Linked DNA regions of Pan troglodytes: all the other regions are linked to region 3. Evidence: chromatin contacts called from public Hi-C and HiChIP or PLAC-seq data. All regions are on one chromosome and are shown on one strand. Each heading gives the region's core, a stretch centred on a gene start, on an enhancer-like site or on the middle of the called end of the contact. The rest is flanking DNA. Distances are from core to core; before and after follow the strand shown.

The links. A called contact is a pair of places that touch in the nucleus more often than the background predicts. HiChIP or PLAC-seq counts read pairs in DNA pulled down with a chosen protein or histone mark.
Region 1: a contact with region 3 is called in an H3K4me3 HiChIP or PLAC-seq map of stem cell-derived excitatory neurons, with 6 times the contacts expected there. The contact joins the promoter of GNB1L here to the promoter of GP1BB in region 3. A contact is called at or near these places in 1 of 7 Hi-C or Micro-C datasets (stem cell-derived neural progenitor cells) and 1 of 1 datasets of contacts at active chromatin or transcription factors (stem cell-derived excitatory neurons).
Region 2: a Hi-C map of stem cell-derived neural progenitor cells shows a contact between it and region 3, with 6 times the contacts expected there. The contact joins the enhancer-like site here to the promoter of GP1BB in region 3. A contact is called at or near these places in 5 of 7 Hi-C or Micro-C datasets (blood, induced pluripotent stem cells, a lymphoblastoid cell line and 1 more), 1 of 1 datasets of contacts at active chromatin or transcription factors (stem cell-derived excitatory neurons) and 1 of 1 other capture datasets (stem cell-derived neural stem cells).

Annotation. Positions count from the first base shown.
Region 1 is chr23:21,883,410-21,886,109 of NHGRI_mPanTro3-v2.0_pri, forward strand. GNB1L (G protein subunit beta 1 like) reads right to left here and starts at 1,427. Exons shown (of 8, transcript NM_001364717.1): 1 at 1,247-1,427; 2 at 1,030-1,126. RTL10 (retrotransposon Gag like 10) reads right to left here and starts at 1,558. Exons shown (of 3, transcript NM_001243967.2): 1 at 1,407-1,558; 2 at 1,030-1,126. LOC134809737 (a long non-coding RNA gene) reads left to right here and starts at 1,559. Exons shown (of 4, transcript XR_010156189.1): 1 at 1,559-1,694; 2 at 2,189-2,299.
Region 2 is chr23:21,931,780-21,934,479 of NHGRI_mPanTro3-v2.0_pri, forward strand. All of the region lies in intron 8 of TXNRD2 (thioredoxin reductase 2), which reads right to left. Among named protein-coding and RNA genes, the nearest start is that of COMT, 40 kb to the right of the region's middle. Within about 2 kb of position 1,367, at least 6 of the 24 cell types and tissues checked have an H3K27ac peak or open chromatin away from gene starts, as enhancers often do. A contact at or near this core is called in stem cell-derived excitatory neurons, stem cell-derived neural progenitor cells and stem cell-derived neural stem cells, where this site is marked.
Region 3 is chr23:21,753,236-21,755,935 of NHGRI_mPanTro3-v2.0_pri, forward strand. It overlaps GP1BB (glycoprotein Ib platelet subunit beta), which reads left to right and starts at 1,336. Exons shown (of 2, transcript XM_009437791.3): 1 at 1,336-1,487; 2 at 1,762-2,679. The coding sequence starts at 1,478. The coding sequence ends at 2,372. SEPTIN5 (septin 5) reads left to right here. Exons shown (of 12, transcript XM_001166286.8): 11 at 145-247; 12 at 336-1,227. The coding sequence ends at 392.

The DNA of each region.
Region 1 (2,700 bases), core at 177-2,676, 130 kb after region 3:
TGTAGAGCTCTTACACTCTGCAGCCTAACTCTATCTAGCCCCCTCCCCAGTCTCTCTGCAAACGGAGGCCCACTCACGACCTCCAGGAAACTCTCTGCTTCACCCCACACACAAACGCCACCGGCTCACTGGGAGCACAAGGCCTGCACACACCTTCATCCCACATCTCCTATCTGCTGGCCATCCCCCCTCAGGGTGAGTTCCTCCAGGTACCTCCCAGGGTGGCCTGCAGCACTAGAACCTGCCAGGGCCACTGGCCCTACCTCCACCACCCAAACACTCTGGAATCCCTCAGGTCTGACCCTCCTCTGGGGGGGGGGTCTTCACCTGAAAGCCCAGCCCATGACCCTGGCTTCCCACCTTACTGCAGGATTATACTAAGGCCTGGACGTGAGTCGAGTCCAGTCCAGTCCCTCACTGAGCTCTAAAAAAGCAGTGACCCCGATCCAGGGCCCAGCTCCCACCATCAGCTAAGGTTAGGTATCCAGGTTGCCCACAATGACCACACCCCATGCCCAGGAGCCACAGTGTGCTACCCAGATCTCTGCCTTCCCTTCTTCCCAGTCCCCCACCCTGCCCACTCACCTGCGCACCTGTGTCTGCAGTCTGGGAGAAGGCTTCCCTGCACCAGCCAGCCAGGCCTGCTTTGGGCCTGAGCCTTCCTAACCCTGGGCCGCACTCACCATTTTGAGAACCTTAGCCCTCCCACGCCTATCAGTCTGTTGGTCCCCCTACTCTTCTCCCCACACTGCCTGGCATAGAAGACTTTCGGCCCTTCTAGACTGGACAGCACTATCCTAAAGGGGCAGGTACCACGGCGCATGTGTGTTTGCCCCCACAAGGCCAAAGGCAACACCTGGAACGCTGGAGCCGTTCTCTGCTCTGGGGAGACCCAGGGGCCCCAAGAACAAAACCTGCCCAAAGCCTTAAAGCAAGCTGAGTGCAGACGACTGCACCGCCCGCCCCCCAGCAACCGCCATGCAGGAAATACGAGCTCACAAGGCCCACGGCAACAAGAAGCCCACCCACCTGAGGCTACGCGAATCGCCCGCGAAGAGGGTCCTGGGATCCGTAGCCAGAGACCGTGGGACGGGCCTCCCTCTGAGGGCGAGAGTCCAGGCGCCACCTAGAAAGTGGAGAACGAGATCGGCCGCCGTGAGGCCAGGCAAGGAGCGGGCGCGGCCTCCCGAGACTGCGAGAACGGCCCAAATGTCTCCAGGTGCCCCCACAAACCCCCGGCGCGGACCGAGAAACTGAGGCCCGCAGACCGAAGGCACTGCGACCCAGGCTGGGGCTCCGAGTGTCCCTCTGCGGATCAGAAGTCGGGAAAAGACGCAGGGGCGCAGCTCCAGGCCCGCGTGCACGGAGTTCAAGCCGGCCGCCCGGGCTCCCGCCTCCACACTGACCCTCTTGCCGGAGTCGGGAACGCCTGCTCCGAGGAGCGCCGCGCAGCGTCCAGAGACCGATTACATCGCGCAGCCACGCCCCCAGCGTGCGCGCGGCCGCCGTGTACGACCCCGCGCATGCTCCCGGCACGCTCCACGCGCTCCTCCCATCCAGGCCGCGCCTGCGCTGTATGCCGTGTGGCCGCTGCCTCGCAGGCTCTCCCGGTCCCTGCTGGCGCGGCAGTGCCGCGCGGTGGGTGATGGGAGAGCGCGCCCATTCCCACGCCGCGCCAAGTGCCACGGGATCAGGTGGGGCCGCGTGTACAGGCGCGGGACGGTCGGGCCAAAGCTGCCCCTCATGATCCCCAGCGGACGGTGCCCGGCGGTCCCTCAGATCCGGGAAATCTGCACCCGGCTGTGGCGTAGACCGAGGGGCCGATGCTGCTTCAGCCCGCCGTTACTGCCCTGGCGTCAGCCAGACACTGGGGTGCTGCTGGGCGTCGAGAGGGCTGCTGCGGGGCCGGGCTAAGCCTGGGGGGCTGCAGGTGTCGGGGTGGATGTGGGCATAGCGGGGCTGCTGGGCCTCGTGAGCGCCCTGGAACGGCGTGCCCGCGGAGTGCCTCTCATCACTCATTGCCAGTGCGGGGAACCTTGTTAGGGCCCGGTTCGACGTAGCTGCAGGCTGGGCGCCAGAGGCAGGGGGCAGGCAGTCCGAGAGGACCCTCTACCTGCATACCTGGGGGCTGCAGGCAGGGCCTCTGGGCCTCCTTGTTGTGGGTATAATTGTGTGCTTCCCGACTCAGGCCGAGGCTGGACCCGGAGACGACAGCGAGGGCAGGCTACCAAGCCCTCCCCACAGGGCCGTGCCCAGCCCAAGCCTGCCGAGTCAGCACCCAGATCCGGGGACAAGATAGGTGAGGATGAAGTGGTGCTCTTCTCACTTGCACAAGCCGTCCCACGCCACCTCTCCTCGGCTTCACGGTGCCTAGAGAAGAGGTGGGAGAGGGTGCAGGCGCCCCAGCTCAGGATCTGATGCCTGTGGGCCAAGGACCTGGATGCAAGCCAGGAGTCCTTGGGGCCACAGGCAGGCAGCCGGATTCACCGGAAAGTGACGCTTCTCAAGGGGAACACACACGTAACACACCAGCTCCCTTTCTGTCCTGGTCCAGTGACTCCTTTCATGAAAGCTCTCTGAAATGTTATCTGCATTTACACCCAAACTCACTCACTTTGATCCCTGAAACGCGAATCAAAGCTCACATTGTACCTTCCCTGGGTCTGTGGGGCTTTCAGCAGCCTGGGCCAAAAATAATAA
Region 2 (2,700 bases), core at 117-2,616, 180 kb after region 3:
AAGCCATGACTGGCCACAGGAAGTCAGAGGTGCTGGCCACAGAAGTCAGGGGACCAGCTCACAGGACCTGGGGGTAGGGGGCTGGAACCACTCAACTTACCGCTACATTAAAAGACCCAGAGGTTGGGTGTGGTGGGTCATGGGTGCAATCCCAGCACTCTGGGAGGCCAAGGTGGACAGACTGCTTGAGCCCAGGAGTTCAAGACCAGCCTGAGCAATACAGCTTGTCCCCATCTCTACAAACTAAAAAAATTACTGGGGCATGGTGGTATGCACCTGTAGTCCCGGCTACTCGGGAGGCTGAGGAAGGAGGATCGCTTGAGCCTAGGAGTTTGAGGCTGCAGTAAGCTGCACTCCAGCCTGGGAAACAGAGTGAGACCCTGTCTCTAAAACAAACAAAACAAAACAAACAAAAATGAGTTTTCCACGTGATCCCAGCAGCTCAGCTCTCTGTGCTTTTTGGTGTGCAAACATTCTCCAAAGAGGCATAATAACTACTGCAGGATTAGCCTAATCACAGGGCAGGCTTTCTTGTTCAAAATTGGAATGGGGGGAGGAAGCAGAAACAAAAGCATTAATTCAGGCCCACGAAGCCTAGGCTTAAAGAGCAATCTATCTGCCTCTTGAGCTTGAAGGCCTGCTCTCCAGAGGGAATACTCACACAAAGTGAGTCTCATGGGAGGCACCTGGCCCCTTGGAGGTCCTGCCAGCCCAGGAAATACCAGATGGGCCGCCAAGCTGCAGACGCCCCAGGGAGGCAGCACAGGGCTGGGGGTGCTACGAAGGCCTCCTTCCCCGGCTTGGCTGGGACCCCACCAGCCCCACCCAACCCCTCAGGGGCAGATGCTGGGCCGGAGCCTCTGTGTGCTGGCCCTGTAACAAATGCCACTGAAAGCCCTACCTTGTCATGTCTTAGCCACAGGGACGCACACAGAGAGGTGGCAGGGGCTTTGCAGTCTGGTAACAAGCCCCAGGAGGACAGCTGGTCTCCCTATTGCTGAACACAAGGACATCCCATCACACCAGCGGAATGTGCCACTTAAATTAAATTTTCTCCCAAATGGCTGTGGTTCTTCCCAAGATAAAATTTATCTTCTTCCCTCTTGCGCTTAGGAAGAGAGAAAAATGATCGCAGTACCTGGCTGGCTTCCGGACTTCCTAAGGGTCAAATGAAAGCTCTTTCCATGACACACTGACAGGCAGCCTTAAACCAGCCCAAGTTATAAAAACACTCTGCCTCTCGGAGCCCCAGGAGTGCGAGGACAGACAGCAGCAGGCTGGTGGAGCAGCCTCAGAGGGTGGACAGGCCTGGCTGGCTGCAGCCCCTCCCCCATGGGCCAGTGTGTGGGCTGGTCAGCCCCTGAGCCAGCCTGGCAGCTGCAGGAGAGGCTGGCCCCATGCTCCGTAAACCCCCATGGGGACCTGGGCAGGGGCTACAGAGCCGGCAGCAGGAACAGGCAGGCCCTGGTTGTTTCCGGGAAGCAGTACCTCCGTTATCGGACCTGAGAGGAGGCTGCGGTCTCATTCACGCCCTCTGCCCCATCCCAGTGTTGCCAGCTCAGAGCCCTGCTTTGCAGAAAGCGGACCTACAGACACAGCAAGAGGGAGGACTAGAATAGAGTGACCACAATTCCCTATATTGGGGTTAGGGCACCTGAGCTCTAAAACCTGGCACTGAGGGAGAAGACGAAGCCCAGGGCCGTGGGTGTGCAAGAGGCAGAGACAAGGCATACTGGCGGGGCCCAAGTCCCTGCCGGGTGCAGAGGCTTCCCGGTGGAGGCAGACCTCCAGGTCAGGAAGTGGCAGGAAGATTGTGCGGCTGTGGGACTGGAGTTGGAGCTCAGCTCCTTGGCCCCCCTTAATTGCCGGGCCCCTCTGGGCCTCGGGCTCCTCTTGGCTGCACTTGGATCCCGACCCCCAGTGCCTGCCTCTGTAAAGGAGCTCCCCGGTGTGGGCTCACCATCCTCGCCTTCCACATTCCTCCACCTGCCAGGGGCTTGCTCTGTGGAATGGAAGGTTTGGTTTGCAAGGCTGCACGCCCCCTCTGAGCCTAGTCATTTGGGGTCACGTGCCCCTCCGCACCCCTGCCTCCCTGCAGTGGCCATTGTTCCCAGAGGGGCTCCACTGCCTGCCCAGGGTCACTGTACCTCGCCAGAAACCTCCTCTCTTCTTCAACCTGTCTTGCAGTTCCAGAGAAGGAAAGACACAACACAGCAGAAAAGGCAAACGGGCTGGCACAAGGCGGGCATCTGCATGGCAGAGGCGGAGCAGGAGCCAACCTGGAGTCCTTCCCAGGGTCCCCACCAAGACTGGGAGGACAGCCCCTTGCGCCGGGGCGTGGCTATGGGAGTGGGGCAGCCAGAACGTCCCCCACCCCACCCCAGTGCACTCAAGGGTCCTGCTCACCCACCCACAAGCTCACACTGCTTTTTCAGGAGTTTTCTGAGTTTTCTGCACGTCTTCCTCACCCTCCTAGGTTACAAACCAGGTGCTCAGCCCACTCTGGTCAACAGGTATGGCCCCATTTTGCCAGCATATGGCTGTTTAGTGAAGCGCACTGTTTAATTCTGTCTCCCCTTGACTGAGCTTGGACACGATCCCCCTACCTCTGCCATCTGTCCAGCCCTGGGCTCCCTAAGACCTGGATGCAAACAAAGGAGGAAGGGGGCTCCCAACTTGGGGCCCGAGGTGCACTGTGAT
Region 3 (2,700 bases), core at 86-2,585:
CTGGTCTCCCTAGAACCAGTCCAGGGCTGTGAGGGTTCCGGAGGGCAGGGCCTCAGCAGTGGCGGGGATGGGCCAGGCATCGCCAGCCCACGCTGAGCCTCCTGGTGGCGCCGCCCCGCCCATCCTCCCCCCCGCCCCGCGCAGCAAACTGACCCAGGACAGCCGCATGGAGAGCCCCATCCCGATCCTGCCGCTGCCCACCCCGGACGCCGAGACTGAGAAGCTTATCAGGATGAAGGATGAGGAAGTATGTGGGGCGGCGGGGGCGGCGGAGGCGGGCGTCAGGGATGCGCCCCCGCGGTGCTGCTCACCCGCCGGGTTGTCTCCGCCCGCAGCTGAGGCGCATGCAGGAGATGCTGCAGAGGATGAAGCAGCAGATGCAGGACCAGTGACGCTCGCCGCGGACACACCGTCCGTCTCCGGGACGCCCTCGCACCCCTGGACCCCAGACCGGACTGTTCCCGACCCGGAGACGCGGGGCCACAGCCCCCAGCTGACCCTAATTTATTCTCAGCACCACCCCCTCCCAGGTCATTGTGTCTGCTTCCGAGGGGCCTGGACCGTAGCCCCCGCCCAGCTGGCCCTCTCTGACCTTGGGGGATCAGGAGCGAAGTTGGGCGGGACTTCAGAGATCCGCCTCCCTTGCCTTTCCCCCGCCCCCGGACGGTCACAGCACCCAAACCGCAGGCCCTGCTCTGGCAGGCAGGCAAAGCTAGGCAGAAGAGGATTCCCAGGATCCTGGGTCTGTTCCTTGCCCCAGTGCTGCAGAACGGACTTGGGAGCCCTCCTTTGCCTGCTCCCGCGGGTCACCCAGCGAGTGCTGAGGCCCTATTTTCTGTCGAGGCGGGCCGAGTCTTCTCTTATCCTCAGACGCCTAGCGGGCAGGGTTGGGCTGAATCAAATGGGAGCCCTCCAGACATAAGGAGGCCAGAGGCTGCAAGGAGCGGGGCCGTGACCGCTTACACCCCTTCTCCACAGCCCGGCCCGACCTGGAGGGCCCCCGGGGCACTGGGCGGTGAGCCACCTCCTGGCAACTCTCGGTGCGGTCCCCTGCCCTCACTCGAGGCCTCTTCTCCCCAGCACCGCTGTGGTGTGCCGGGATCCTGAGCCTCGGCCTCCCGATCTTCCCACCCGCATGATCCCTTCCCGCCACACGATGCTCCGTTTTGTTCCGTTGTGAATGCCGCGTCCTGTCCTGGTGACAGGAGAACAATGTTGGTGAACGTCGCAGCGGGTGTCCGAGTGCTCCGTGTGCCCCTGAGAGCGGGTGGGAGCGGAAGCCTGAGCGGCCTGCGGCCTCCGGCGATAGTGTGCTATCTGCCGCTGCAGCGCGCGTCCTCGCGGCCTCTGGGCTATTTCTGGCCGGGCCGCAGCACTGTGGTCGGTGCGGGCGTGGCAGGGGCGGGGCGGCCTTATCGCTCGGCTCTCCCGCCTACGCCTCCCGCTCCAGAGTAAGCCGGGTCGCCGTCTTCTCGCCATGGGCTCCGGTGAGTCTGGAGTCCGGTAGGGCCCCCAGCTGCTCCCTAGGCCGACCCGGGTTGAGAGGAGCTCTGGTTCTTTGGCTGCAGCCGGGAGAGACTTGGGTCAGACTTAGAGGGGACTTCCAGCCGGCGTGCGGGGTGGTCAGGGTGGAGAGGCTGGCGGGCTACCGGGACGCCGGGCATCAGGGGCTGGATGGAGCCGGGCCGGCGCTCTGGGTACTCAGAGACGTCGCCCAGGTGCCCGCCGACCGCTCGGCTCACTGCGGCGCTTCCCTTGCAGGGCCGCGCGGGGCGCTGAGCTTACTGCTCCTGCTGCTGGCCCCGCCGAGCCGCCCGGCCGCAGGTTGCCCGGCGCCCTGTAGCTGCGCGGGGACGCTCGTGGACTGCGGGCGCCGCGGGCTGACTTGGGCCTCGCTGCCGACCGCCTTCCCTGTCGACACAACCGAGCTGGTGCTGACCGGCAACAACCTGACGGCGCTGCCGCCGGGGCTGCTGGACGCGCTGCCCGCGCTGCGCACCGCACACCTGGGCGCCAACCCCTGGCGCTGCGACTGCCGCCTTGTGCCGCTGCGCGCCTGGCTGGCCGGCCGCCCCGAGCGTGCGCCCTACCGCGACCTGCGTTGCGTGGCGCCCCCAGCGCTGCGCGGCCGCCTGCTGCCCTATCTGGCCGAGGACGAGCTGCGCGCCGCTTGCGCTCCCGGCCCGCTCTGCTGGGGGGCGCTGGCGGCGCAGCTTGCGCTGCTGGGCCTTGGGCTGCTGCACGCGTTGCTGCTGGTGCTGCTGCTGTGCCGCCTGCGGAGGCTGCGGGCCCGGGCCCGCGCTCGCGCCGCAGCCCGGCTGTCGCTGACCGACCCGCTGGTGGCCGAGCGAGCCGGAACCGACGAGTTCTGAGAAGAGAACCGGTGCGTCCTGAGAAGAGAACCGGCGCTGGGCAACGCGGGCCTGCAAACTCGACAGGACCCTGCCCGAGGGGCCCTCGCGCCAACCTGGACCGGTCTCCGCCTCCTCCGCTGCCCAATCTCTCAGACCCACCCCACCTGCAGGCCCAGACCACGTGGGACAGAACTCCTGCCCACCCTACCCCAAGGGAGGCGAACCCGCACTTCCAGGCTTGGGAGGACCATGGGGCACAATGCGGTCCAGACCCTGCTGCGTCTCCCTTCCAAACTCTGGTGCTGAATAAACCCTTCTGATCTGGTCTTCTCTGCACGACTGACCT